Regions from separate parts of the Mus musculus genome. Here regions 1, 2 and 4 are each linked to region 3. Evidence: chromatin contacts called from public HiChIP or PLAC-seq data. All regions are on one chromosome and are shown on one strand. The core of a region is the stretch at or near the end of the contact, and the rest is flanking DNA. Distances in the headings are between cores, read along the strand shown. Region 1 has its middle 35 kb from the start of Tas1r2. Region 2 has its middle 6.6 kb from the start of Gm32930. Region 3 has its middle 20 kb from the start of Akr7a5. Region 4 overlaps Iffo2 (intermediate filament family orphan 2).

The links. HiChIP or PLAC-seq counts read pairs in DNA pulled down with a chosen protein or histone mark.
Region 1: a contact with region 3 is called in an HNF4G HiChIP or PLAC-seq map of pancreatic cancer cells. The contact joins two enhancer-like sites. A contact is called at or near these places in 1 of 39 promoter capture datasets (pre-B cells), 1 of 15 datasets of contacts at CTCF or cohesin (embryonic stem cells) and 1 of 115 datasets of contacts at active chromatin or transcription factors (pancreatic cancer cells).
Region 2: an H3K4me3 HiChIP or PLAC-seq map of bone marrow-derived macrophages shows a contact between it and region 3, with 3 times the contacts expected there. The contact joins two enhancer-like sites. A contact is called at or near these places in 6 of 39 promoter capture datasets (cranial neural crest, frontonasal cranial neural crest, hippocampal neurons and 3 more) and 1 of 115 datasets of contacts at active chromatin or transcription factors (bone marrow-derived macrophages).
Region 4: an HNF4G HiChIP or PLAC-seq map of pancreatic cancer cells shows a contact between it and region 3. The contact joins two enhancer-like sites. A contact is called at or near these places in 1 of 39 promoter capture datasets (liver), 3 of 115 datasets of contacts at active chromatin or transcription factors (CD8 T cells, embryonic stem cells and pancreatic cancer cells) and 2 of 9 other capture datasets (adipose tissue and liver).

What each region holds. Positions count from the first base shown.
Region 1 is chr4:139,686,694-139,689,604 of GRCm38.p6, reverse strand. No RefSeq gene overlaps it. Among named protein-coding and RNA genes, the nearest start is that of Tas1r2, 35 kb to the right of the region's middle. Within about 2 kb of position 1,469, at least 14 of the 459 cell types and tissues checked have an H3K27ac peak or open chromatin away from gene starts, as enhancers often do. A contact at or near this core is called in pancreatic cancer cells, where this site is marked.
Region 2 is chr4:138,855,312-138,858,442 of GRCm38.p6, reverse strand. It overlaps a transcript of Pla2g5 not described here. Among named protein-coding and RNA genes, the nearest start is that of Gm32930, 6.6 kb to the left of the region's middle. Within about 2 kb of position 1,297, at least 21 of the 459 cell types and tissues checked have an H3K27ac peak or open chromatin away from gene starts, as enhancers often do. A contact at or near this core is called in bone marrow-derived macrophages, where this site is marked.
Region 3 is chr4:139,329,486-139,332,521 of GRCm38.p6, reverse strand. No RefSeq gene overlaps it. Among named protein-coding and RNA genes, the nearest start is that of Akr7a5, 20 kb to the right of the region's middle. Within about 2 kb of position 1,696, at least 63 of the 459 cell types and tissues checked have an H3K27ac peak or open chromatin away from gene starts, as enhancers often do. A contact at or near this core is called in adipose tissue, bone marrow-derived macrophages, liver and 1 more, where this site is marked.
Region 4 is chr4:139,586,228-139,589,298 of GRCm38.p6, reverse strand. The region is part of intron 1 of Iffo2 (intermediate filament family orphan 2); the gene reads right to left. Among named protein-coding and RNA genes, the nearest start is that of Iffo2, 13 kb to the right of the region's middle. Within about 2 kb of position 1,713, at least 65 of the 459 cell types and tissues checked have an H3K27ac peak or open chromatin away from gene starts, as enhancers often do. A contact at or near this core is called in adipose tissue, liver and pancreatic cancer cells, where this site is marked.

The sequences.
Region 1 (2,911 bases), core at 220-2,719, 360 kb before region 3:
CTCCATTCTGCAGACAGGAAGCTGAGGCTCAGTGAGGGTGAACAGGTAGCCCAAGGTCACACAACTACCATGCGGCATGGCTGGGATTCAAACCCAGGACTTCTGGCTGCGAAGTGAACAGGCTTAAAGTCACTGGTGTGTCTGCTTACAATGGCTCATTTTCTCCCCATTTCCCTGCCCCCAGCTGCTCAGTTTGTGGCTACTCCATTAAGGTCAACCCCAGTTATGGTTGGGGTCACATAGCAAACTTCCTTCCTTGTCTTTCCAGAACTGTCTCTCTGCCTCCGGTAGCTGTGTGACTTTGGAGAAGGCAGTTCCCTCTCTGTTCGCCACCCACTTTCTGCACATGGATATCAGAATGGGAAGCACTGGTGCAGAGGCTGCAAAGTGGATATGTCTTGTTGGAGCTCCATGCCCTCAGCCAGCCATGATGTGGGCCCAGGTGTGAGGCAGGAGCACTGTAACAGGCCCAGGTGGGAGGCAGGTGCACTGTAACAGGCCCAGGTGGCAGGCAGGTGCAGTGTAACAGGCCCAGGTGGGAGGCAGGTGCACTGTAACAGGCCCAGGTGGCAGGCAGGTGCAGTGTAAAAGGCTCAGGTGGGAGGCAGGTGCACTGTAACAGGCCCAGATGGGAGGCAGGTGCAGTGTAACAGGCCCAGGTGGGAGGCAGGTGCAGTGTAAAAGGCCCAGGTGGCAGGCAGGTGCAGTGTAAAAGGCTCAGGTGGGAGGCAGGTGCACTGTAACAGGCCCAGGTGGGAGGCAGGTGTACTGTAACAGGCCCAGGTGGGAAGCAGGTGCACTGTAACAGGCCCAGGTGGGAGGCAGGTGCACTGTAACAGGCCCAGGTGGGAGGCAGGTGCAAACAGGAAGGTGGAAAGGAGAGCAGGTAATCAGGAAATGTCCTGAAATATACCTCATCCCTCGGTGACACATGCCAGCCTCCTACCTCCCAGGTGCCCTCTGAGAGGCTTCCACCTACTTGCTATGGACTGTCCAGAATTACTCTCTGGACTCACCTAAACAGCAGGAAGGAATCAAAAGGCTTAGAGGCCGGGAGGGGCGGGGGGGGGGAGGCCTTGGGTGTTTCTTGGGGTGGAGCCAGTCCAGGGACATACAGAAAGTCCGGTGAGCTGAGGTTAGACCAGGAACTGAGACCTAAGACAGATTTATCTTGTGAAGCCAGGTCATATCTTAGGACGTCCACGCTGAGCCCACTGATCCTGATTGGGAACAGAATCACCCAGAGGCCCCCACCCACCCTTGGCACCTTTCTGAGTACTCGGCCCTTCGTGCCTCCCTCCACAGGCTCATGACATTGTTCTTGGTTAAATACAGACCACGCCTGACCACAGGCCTCTTTGTTTAACTCTCTGTGTGTGAATTCTTTATTCACAGTTCCTTTTAGACCCGTATTTGCTCAAATATTTGGTGACTCAAAGCAGAGGCTGAGAGTTGGGCATCTATTTCCCTAGTGTGGTTGGTAGAGCGCTTGTCCGGCATGCATTCACGGGGCCCTGGGTCCTGCCCCCAGCACTGCATGGGGTGGCTGACGTGCATACTCACAACACTCCAGAGGGAGGCAGAGGCAAGGAGATCACAAGTTCAAGGTCATGGTAAGTTTGGGGCTAGCCTGGGATGCATGAGACCCCCCCCCCCAAGGAAGGAAGGAAGAAAGACAGAGGGTTGGGGAGAGGGAAGAAATGGAAGAAGAAAAAAAGCCCACAGTGGCGGGCAGCTGGGCGTGGCCTGACAGATGGAATCCCTAAACTCTGTCAACGCATGTCATCAATGGTCCTTGTCACAGTCAACTCTTCCTGCAGCAAAGAAAGCACCAAAGGCCCTGCTGTCTCCTGAACCTATATTACCCACAGCAGTGGCCACTGCCGCCGCAAGGCTATCACCACACACTGTAAGTGACAGGCCCCCTTCATCACAACATTGCAACAGCCCTGGGTGTTCCTGGTCTTGTCCATGTGTCCCTCAGAGGACAGGAGGGCATAGGAGGTGGGGTGGGGGAGGGCAGGGAAGATACACCAGAAATGCAAGGTTGCTTCAATTCACATTCTAATGTGCAGAGGAGACAACAAGGAATGCTGGGAAGTTTCTAAAGCAGCTTGGAAAGAGGGAGCTGGAGAAGAAAAGATGTGGTGTTGGAGTAGGTAGCCTTGTGCTAACCCTGGCACCCTCCCTGCCTTGTCGCTGTCCACTGAAGCCACTTCTCTGTGGAGCAGGTGGGAAGACATTCTACCCGCCCTCTTCAGGCACTTCTCATATCCCATGAGCTCGCACCACCCTGGGGACTCTAGGCCAGGAGACACCACAGTTCAGAAAGGCAAGGGTCTGCGCAGGGTCAGTGCAGCCCAATGGTCAGTGCACACAGCCCTGATGGCCTGTCCTGGGCTGTGCACATCCCACGAGTCCCCACTACCGCCCCATCGCCTGTCAGGCTCTGAGAAGCAGCCTTCTCCTGTGTCACAGAGAGGGAAATGAAGGTGTTCAGAAACACATTTTGATTGATGTCATCTAGTTTATAAGAGGAGACCTGGGCTTTCAGCCTTTAGCCTGGACAGAGGTTCTATACTTGAGACAAGCCCTGCCAAGCACTGCAGTGGCAAAGGAGACTGGGGGCAGGAATACACAGAAGGGACAGGCCCGAGGGGCCTTGTACAGGGACTCAGTACAAACTCTCTTCTCTACGTGGCCAAGCTGTCTAGGCTAAAAACTATGCTGCTTTTCATAATGCCTGCTACACGCTGGACATCATCCGCAGAACCACCAGACCCTCTCCCCACCCCCGAATATTCTCGTAACTACATCCAGGCCCTTTGTTTGTTTGCTTCCTTTTCTGAGATAGCATCTCCCTCTGTGCGGGTGCTGAGCTTGAACTCAGGACCCTCCCGCCTTAGCCTCC
Region 2 (3,131 bases), core at 48-2,547, 470 kb after region 3:
TGCATGTGGATGTCAGTACACATGTGTGTGAATGCATGTAGAGGTCAGAGATGTCAGGGTCACACCTCGGCCCCCTCTCCACCTTCCTTGTGAGACAGACTCTTTCACTGACCTGGACTGGAATTACAGGCAGGTGTCACCACATTGGATCCCCGCCCCCCCCCCCCATCAGCTATGCCCTTTTTTTAATAGTTAATTTAGTTACATGGGAAACTAATACCAAAACACACTTAGCCCAGATGATCAAGTACTGCATAGGCAGACGCTCACGGGCAAACAGACGGTCATCTTTGAGCACCAGATCAACGCTTGAGAAGGTAGCTGCCACAGCTCAGCCTCTATCTTTTGCCTTAGGGTCTGTCCTCCAGCTTGTTCAGCAAGGTTTTTTTTTTTTCCTTTTTACTGAGTGAGCCATCTCCCCTCCCCCGTATAACCTAAGAGGACTTTGTTTCTGGATCTCTCCAGAGCCACAGAGCACCAACGAGCAGGGATCAAACACACTTCAAGCCCCCACAGTACAGCTGCAGACTCTTGGGGACACGCCATTTAACTTGGCAAGAGACTGTGGGAAGTTACTGCGGGCTCCGGCGGGATCATACGGGGACCTGGCTCCTAGGTCTGAGTCCACGGAAGCCTTGGGGTTTGTGGGTTTGCGGTTGGGTGTGATGGTGTCAGGATGCTGAGCTTGGGAGGAGACGGGGGAGGCCTGGTGGTGAAGGAAGATACTTATTTTTGAGGAAGTTCTGTTGTGAGTGGGGGTGAGGGAGACTTTTAGTCTGAGACAAATAATTAGGGTGCCCGATGATAGAACTCATAGTTGGGATGTAAGGGTCTTTCTATCTCATACTGGGGCTCCTCTGATTCAAGCAGGGTGTCCTCCCCATGTTGGGGTCTTATCCAACCAGAGGAGAAGCTCTGGTTTCTTTTACAAATCCACAATGTATCCAGGATTGATACTGACCAGGCGGATTTTTTTTTTTTTTAAAGATTTACTTATATGTAAGTACACTGTCTTCAGACACTCCAGAAGAGGGCGTTAGATCTCATTACGGTTGGTTGTGAGCCACCATGTGGTTGCTGGGATTTGAACTCAGGACCTTTGGAAGAGCAGTCAGTGCTCTTAAACCACTAAGCCATCTCACCAGCCCCATAAATGATGACTTCTGCTAGGAGGCAGCCTCAGATCCTGACAGGGATGGTGCCTTGCTGTTTCCATGACAACACCAACACCTATACTAGGACTGTTTGACTGTGGGCCACCCATGGGCTCCTGTTTTGAATGTTTTCTTCAGTTGGTGCTGCGGTTTGGCTTGGGATCTTTTTAGGAGGTAAGAGCTAGTTGGCTGAAAGAAGCCACGAGGGGCAGGGCTTTGAAGGTGGAGCCCACCCACTCCCATCCCGAGCTCCCGCTTCTCTCTTTGCTTCCTGGTCTGCTGTGGTATGAGCAGCCTTCATTCACCTTACACTCCTGCCCTTGTGATCTGAGATTTCCATCCGAGAGGGACTCAAACCCTCCAAAACTGCGAGCCCATGGAAATCTTTCCTGCTTTAAGATGTGCATGTCAGGCAGTCTGTCTCAGAGACATGGAAACAACACAAAGACATTGTACAGCCACCCCAACTCCTGGGCAAAAAGCTCGTTCCCCAGTACCAAGGGACCTTTTCACTTCCATAAAATACACTCACACGCTCACTAAGTACACGCCATACTCCCTCTGGTGGCTGGAATGAGTAATAGGCTTCGATAGGCTTGTGCTGTGAACACTTGGTCCCCCTGTTGGTGGTGTTTGGGAGCTGCAGCCTAGCTGGAAGCAGTGTGTCACTGACGACAGGCGTTGGAGGCTGAGAGCCTCACCCCTCTTCCTGTTCTTCCTCTCTTTCTCTCCCTCCCTCCCTCCCTCCTTCCTGTGCGTCTTTCCTGCCACAATGGACTTTTTCCCTCTGGAACTGTAAATCCAAGTAAAGTCTTTCATTCTTAAATTACTATCAGCCGTGATGTTTTATCGCAGTAATAACAAAGTAACTGATATACTATTACAGTATTAGTACCATAACCAAGTATTAACTTAACTAATTATTATTTTCATAATTTATAGAATTAAAAACATATAGACAGCTGGAGAGACGGATAGCTCAGTGGTTAAGAACTGGCTGTTCTTCTAGAGAACCAGGGTTCAATTTCCAGGCCACACGGTGGCTCACAGCTCCCTGCAGGGGGCCTGACACCCTCTTCTGGATTCCTTGGCCACCAGGTATGCATGTGGTGCACATACATAACGTGCAAGCAAGGCACCATGCACATGAAATAAATACATTTTAAAACCAACATAAAGAACACATTCCTGATCTGTATAGAACATGAATTGATTTCTTTACACCAAATGGAAGAATGCAGGTGTGAGAAGCCTCCTCCTGGTGTGTTATTTTGTACAGGCAATTCCTAAGCAGGCAAACTAACACAAGATGAATATTCTCGACATAGAGCCTTTCTCTGTGTTAAGGGTTTAATTGTACACACCTTCCAATTTATATGTTCAAGTCCTCACCTCTACTGTTTCAGAATGTGACTATGCCCACGAGATCCCAGAAACTGGGAGGTGGAGGCAGGAGGATCAGGGTTCAAGGTTCAAGGCTGACCTTGCCTATATAGCAACTTTGAGGGCAGCCTGAGTTCCTTGAGATCTTGTCTCAAAAACCACATGACTATGTTTGGAGGTCAGGGATTTAAATAGTGATGAGTTAAAATGAGGCCATTAGGGTGAGCCTCTACCTACGTAGCTGCTGTCATCCTGTGAAGAGAGGGGACACAGAGGGCGGAGAGTGGGAGGATGCAGAGGGAAGGTGGGCATCTGTGAGTTCCCGGGGACCTCCCAGGAGAAGCCCACCCCTTGCTAGTGCACTGCTCTCAGACCCCACATTCAGCCTTCTTGCTTTCCAGACAGGATCTATTTCTGTTTCTTACGCTCTCAAGTTTGTGATGCTCGGCTCAGGCAGCCCCTGGGAGCATCTTATACTTTTGCGTTGCTCTGGCAACCATTTTTTAAATTAAAGTTGGGCTTGCGCAGATTCAGTGCACAGCCAGTTTCCAGTTAATACCTTCTGCGATGTCCCAAATGGTCAGTGTAGAGATC
Region 3 (3,036 bases), core at 447-2,946:
CCCTGAGGGAACCCCACGTGGAGAAGTCTTGACTTTAGACTGGGGGCTGTAGTCCAGAGCTCTATGGTCACCATAAGGTGTTTTGAAAGACGACGCTGAGTGCACTATGGATGATGGGCAGTTCTGATCACAGGGGGAGGAAGGTGCCAAAGGAACTGGGGACAGAGACAGGAAGGCTTCGCTAAGGGCCTGTGAAGAGGAAAGTCGGGGCCAACTACAGACTCTGTTCGTGAAAACGAGCTAGGGCTGGGCTGTCAGTGTGAGTCCCTACTCCTCTCTCTCCCCCTGCTGAGAAGCCCAGGTGAATGGTTGAATGATAGATGGATGGATGCATGGATGAATGGACAGATGGATCAGTGGGTGGGTGGATGGATGGATGGATAGATGGATGGATAAACGAATGGACAGATGGATGAGAGGAACTTCCTACACTTAGAAAGTCTTGCTAGCAGTCCAAAGGCTGTCAGGGGATCACTAGGAACCTAGAAGGGAGTAGGTTTAAAGAACTATTAATGTGGACGTTTTCCTTCTTTAAGAACATTACATTATGGAGCTGGAGGTATGGTTTAGTGGTTACAAGCACTAGCTGCTCTTCTAGAGGACCTGGGTTCGATCCCAGTACCCACATGGTAGCTCCCAGCCATCTGGCACTCCAGACTTAAGAGGATCTGACACCCTTTTCTGGGTTCCTCAGGTACCGGGCATGCTTGCTGCCAAACATGACCCACTCACTAGGTCAGAGCCCACAAGGTGAAAGGACTCACCTGGTTCCTGCAAGTTGTTTTATTAATCCCAAAGATGGAAGAGAAGGACCAAAGTCATCAGGGCCAAGTGTATTAAAGCAACTAATTAGTAAAGCAAGCTTTTTATTCCTGTACAAGGCTGCCTCTCCCTAAGGTGGAGTTTGAGAGGTCAGTAGGAAAGTTTTAACCAAACGGTGCTTAAATATGCCTAAAACAAACAACTCCAAGTATGACTGGCAACATTTAAAGCAACAATGTCTGTTACTGCTGTGTTGAACCAAATTCCCTTCTTGTCTCTCAAGCACCGTTACTAGGCCAGTCGTGGCAGATGAAGAGACTCCCATAGGCTACATCATCCCACTTCCAATGCCAGTTGTGGGGATACTCCTTGGTGAAGCTGAAACCACTGCTAAACCAACAGGCACCCAGAACTTGGGAGAAAAATCCAAGACCCTGAGCCCGGCTGCAATAAGAAGGCAGATCGACTGCTTGGTCCAAAGTCTTTCTGGGGTTCTGCTGACTGCAAAACAGGAAACCCATCAGATGAGGGTTCAGAGGCACGCACCTGCTAGGCACTAGTTCGGGAGAGTCTACACAGTTCGAGATTCCCAGTGTTCTCAATGCCCTAGACATAGGCTGGCCACATGGAATTTGGCGGAGCCAGGGTTGGTCTATTGTGAGAGGGTCCTGGGCCACTTTTCTGGAAGGGTGGAAACCGCAGAGTTGTGTAAAGTCAGCCTGAGGAGCTTGTGGTTCTCGGAGCTCTTGGGAGGACAAGGTGCGATCACAGCCCCAGGAGCCGGAAGAAGCTGTACCGGGGAAGAATCAACTCTGCTCATTGCGGGTGGGTGATAGGCAAGACCGTTACCTTTGGAGCTGCTGCAGCCCAGCTCAAACCCCAGGACACCTTGGATCGTCTCTGCATAAAATAGCCTTCCGTGACCACTCCCACAGGAGGCGGGGCTAGCGGAGAAAGGGCAGGAAAGTGTGGGCCTGTGCACAAAACTTCTGTAGAGCTGAGAACTCTACAACAGTGCCACCTGGAGGTCAGTGGCAGGTCTCATGAGCTAGGTCGGAAGTTGCAGACACCTCTAGCTTCCTGCCTCTCTCTGGCCCATTCATGAGCTGCCCTGGGCTCTCTGTACCCTCCTAGAAGGAGTTTAGCAGGTGGGTGAATCCTGGAGAGCTGTCTCTGTTTTTTTGTTTTGTTTTTTTGTTTTTTGTTTTTTTTTTGAGACAGGGTTTCTCTGTGTAGCTCTGGCTGTCCTGGAACTCACTCTGTAGACCAGGCTGGCCTCGAACTCAGAAATCCGCCTGCCTCTGCCTCCCGAGTGCTGGGATTAAAGGCATGCGCCACCATGCCCAGCTTGTTTTTTGTTTTGTTTTTGTTTTTGTTTTTTTGGCGGGGGAGCTGTCAATGAATTGAGGTTTGCTGGGAGCTCTAGTAAGGGTCCCTGTGGAAGGACAGCAAAGAAGGTCTGTCAGCCCTGATTTACTAATCCAGGAGAAGTTTCCCTCAAACTCTCAGGCAGTTTAGACTGTTCAGAGAATCGAGGGTGGAGCGAATCTCAAGTAGCAAATGTTCACTCCAGGCATCTTTGAGAACATTTATGCAGTAGGGACTTAGAATTTACACCAAATGAAGACTGTAACAAATTGGGACGTGGGGATAAATGGACAAGATTTTCTCACCATAACCCTTTAAAAAGACAGTTGAAGTCAGGGCGGCCGTTCTTGCTTGTAATCCCTGCACTCTGGAGGCTGAGGCAGGAAGTTTGCCAGCAGTCAAAAGTCAGCGGGATTATATAGCAAGCAGTAGACCAGCACCGACCAAATAGCACATGGTGTGGTGGTCTACCCCTGTGATTCCGGCACTCCAGAAACAGGGGCAGGAGAATCAACGCAAGTTCAAGGCTGTCCTGGACAACATAGGAACAACAGGTCTGCCAAGCCCATAGAACAAGACTGTTTCAAATGTCAAAATAGGGTTTGGATTATAGCTTAGCTGATTGGATGCTTGCCTAGTCCTGGGTTAAGGACCCAGTGAGTAAGGTAACACCCTCTTTTCCTGATTCCATTTTGTGTTTGCTTAGACCAGTGGTCCTCACCCTTCCTAATGTTGTGGTGACCCCAACCCTCAATTTATTTTTGTTGCTACTCCATAACTGTAATTTTGCTACTGAATATAATGCAAATATCTGATATGCAGGATATCTATATGTGACCTCTGTGAAAGGTCCTTTAACATCCCCAAAGGGGTGGTGATCCACGAGAACCTAAGGTTTAGAAGGTT
Region 4 (3,071 bases), core at 464-2,963, 260 kb before region 3:
AAGGAAGATGGATGGATGGGTGGGTGGATGGGTGGGTAGATGGGTGGGTGGATAGGTGGATGGATGGGTGGGTGGATGGATGGATGGATGGGTGGATGGATGGGTGGATGGATGGATGGATGGATGGATGGGTGGATGGATGGGTGGATGGATGGATAGGTGAGTGGAAAAGTGGATGGTTAAATGGATGAATAGACAGAAAGATGGAAAACATGGATCCTGAAAAGGAGGAGAAAAATGTCCTAGGTGTCTGTACTGGATGGTTTTGTGTGTCAACTTGACACAGGCTGGAGTTATCACAGAGAAAGGACCTTCAGTTGAAGAAATGCCTCCATGAGATCCAACTGTAAGGCATTTTCTCAATTAGTGATCAAGGGGGAAAGGCCCCTTGTGGGTGGGACCATCTCTGGGCTGGTAGTCTTGGGTTCTATAAGAAAGCAGGCTGAGCAAGCCAGGGGAGGCAAGCCAGTAAAGAACATCCCTCCATGGCCTCTGCATCAGCTCCTGCTTCCTGACCTGCTTGAGTTCCAGTCCTGACTTCCTTTGGTGATGAACAGCAGTGTGGAAGTGTAAGATGAATAAACCCTTTCCGCCCCAACTTGCTTCTTGGTCATGATGCTTGTGCAGGAATAGAAGCCCTGACTAAGACAGTGTGCCCTGGGATGGCTACTTACCTGGAATCATTTCCCGTGACTACAGACCCCCACAGCCACCCTCTCTAACATGTACACACGTGTGGGTAAACCTACACAATGTCACACACGCTCAAATCCAGAATCTCAGAAAGGGAAGTCAGACCTGTCCCTGCTGAAAGCTAAGTTCTGCCTGCACTGTTCTTCTCCTGGGGTCCCTAACTTTTTTAAACACACTGCCAAGGCTGGAGGTGAGATTCGGCTTGATGGGAGATGAATCCTTGAAGCTAAGGACACTCAAGCCCACGAGCCCACTGCCAGCTCTACTATTCTCTGGCTAAGAAAAGGATTCTTTTTACATTTTTGTTACATTTCCAAGACTCAGTTTTTCCATCTGTGCAATGGGTTGAGACCAGCTTCCCCCACACTAGTAGCATGATGGTGGTGAAGAGACTTTGTCCGAAGGGACACATGGTGGCTCCTGGGAAGCCAAGTGGTGTTGGGTCTGAGGGGAGCCAGGCCTCTGAGGGCTCCTGTGCCCAGCCCTGCTTCTCTTCCACCCAGCCTCCCACCTGGAGTAGAGTCCTGGGCTCAGCTCACCCAAAGCTACAAAGCAGCCTTTGTCTGGGAAGAAACTCTAAACCGCAGCCCTGACGTCAGCGCTGGAAAACAACACCGAGCCAATGTTCAATGTCACCCCTCTGCCAAGGCCCAGGACAAGCCTTCCATGAGGTCCCAGGAGGCCACCTGCCTGTCCCCTGGGGCCCAGATGGAACCCTGTAATTGGACTCCTGACTCTCAATCCCAAGGAGAGGGCAAAGAACATGAGCCCATTTCTCAGCCTGGTAAAATGAGCTGAGTCCTCCAGGGAGCTCACCTCCCCTCAGAGCCAGCCCTGGGGCCAACAGGGCGGCTTCCACAACTCACAGAGAAGGGCCTGAGACATTCCAAGATCCAAGGGGAGGCAGGGACAGAGACACTCCCCCATTTCTGCCACCTGGCAGCCACAGCCTGTGCCCTGAATGCCAAGCCATGCCCTCTTGCCTGGTCACCCTGTAGACAGAGTCCTGGAGAGTAGGAAGGCCATGACCTCTTCGTCACCGGCCACACTAAGGAGAGGAAATGTCAGAACACAAAAGGCTGCTCTGCCTTGGGAATGGGAGGAAGTAGGCCAGTTCCCACCATGTGGGGGCTGGGGAGGGCCAAGGACAGAGTATTGCTAAGGGCCAGCACCGCTTGGCATCTGTCACACATTCTGTCACAGAACCCTGTGACAACCTATGTCCAAGGTGACATCCCCACTTCTCAGACAGAAAGACAGAGGCTGCCAGGGTGAAGGGGCATGAGGTGAACCCCAGTGGTTCGAGTCTAAGTCGGGGCTCCCACTCTGCGTGAAAGACCAACTCATGGGACCCCAAAGAAGACATGTGAGAGCAGTGTCTCTAAGTCCCCACAGTTTAACTGTGCCCTAAGGCTGGGGAAGGACCGCCGGCAAGTTGGAGGGCCTTGAACTTGGCACCAGGTGAACTTGGGTCACGGTCTGCAGAGCTCAGACCTCCGCTGCCCCGACCAAGTAAGTCCTGACACTTTCAGTATGTTGTCTTTAAAGACACTTGTATCCCAACTGCCAAGAAAAGTAAGATATTCAGAGGGAGGTGGGTACAAACGCAAAAGCACCCCCACTGGGCACACCCCAGGCAGAAAGAGGGGGCTCCGGGAAAATGACTTTGTAGGGTCAGAAAGTTCAACCAGCATCCCAAGCCACAACTCTGGTGCCTACCCTGGCCTAGGGGTCCTGTTGGTCTCTCCACCTGACTTCATTCTAAAGGAAACCAAGGCACAGAAAAGCAATGTCACTATGCGTGTGATTGGACGATCAGGACAGTGTCAATAGCCTAAGACCCCAAAGTGAGGCCAAGTCTGATTCAGTGCCGATGAGCCATGTGGGTGACCTTCCATGTCTCTTCTGTGGATGGAGTGAGAGTCCCACCAGCAGAGCCATCAACCTGGACATTCATCTGCCCAAAGGCCCAGGGAGGCCATGATACCCCTCTTCCTCCCAGCCTTGATCCCCTCATCCACACATATCCCATCAATGCCTCCATCTGCCCAGTGGTTTTGAACCTCCACCTTCAAGCTTACATTAGCTTCCCCGAGCCTTATCTCATGGCCTTCGAGGGAGCTCTGGGTCCAGCCCCTCCCTGTGTGACCTCGAGGTAGCTGTGTTTCCATAGGGACACAAGTGGGGCAAAGAGGAAACTCTGAAAACCAACTCTCTGGTCTTTCTCAAAAGATAGCAGGCACCAAGGCCCACTAGGGATGTGACTCAGTTGGTAGAGTATCTGCCCAACATGCATGAGGACCTGGGTTCGATCCCCAGCAACGCATAGACCAGATATGGTGGTACATACCTGCAATCTCAGCCCCAGAGCAGATCAA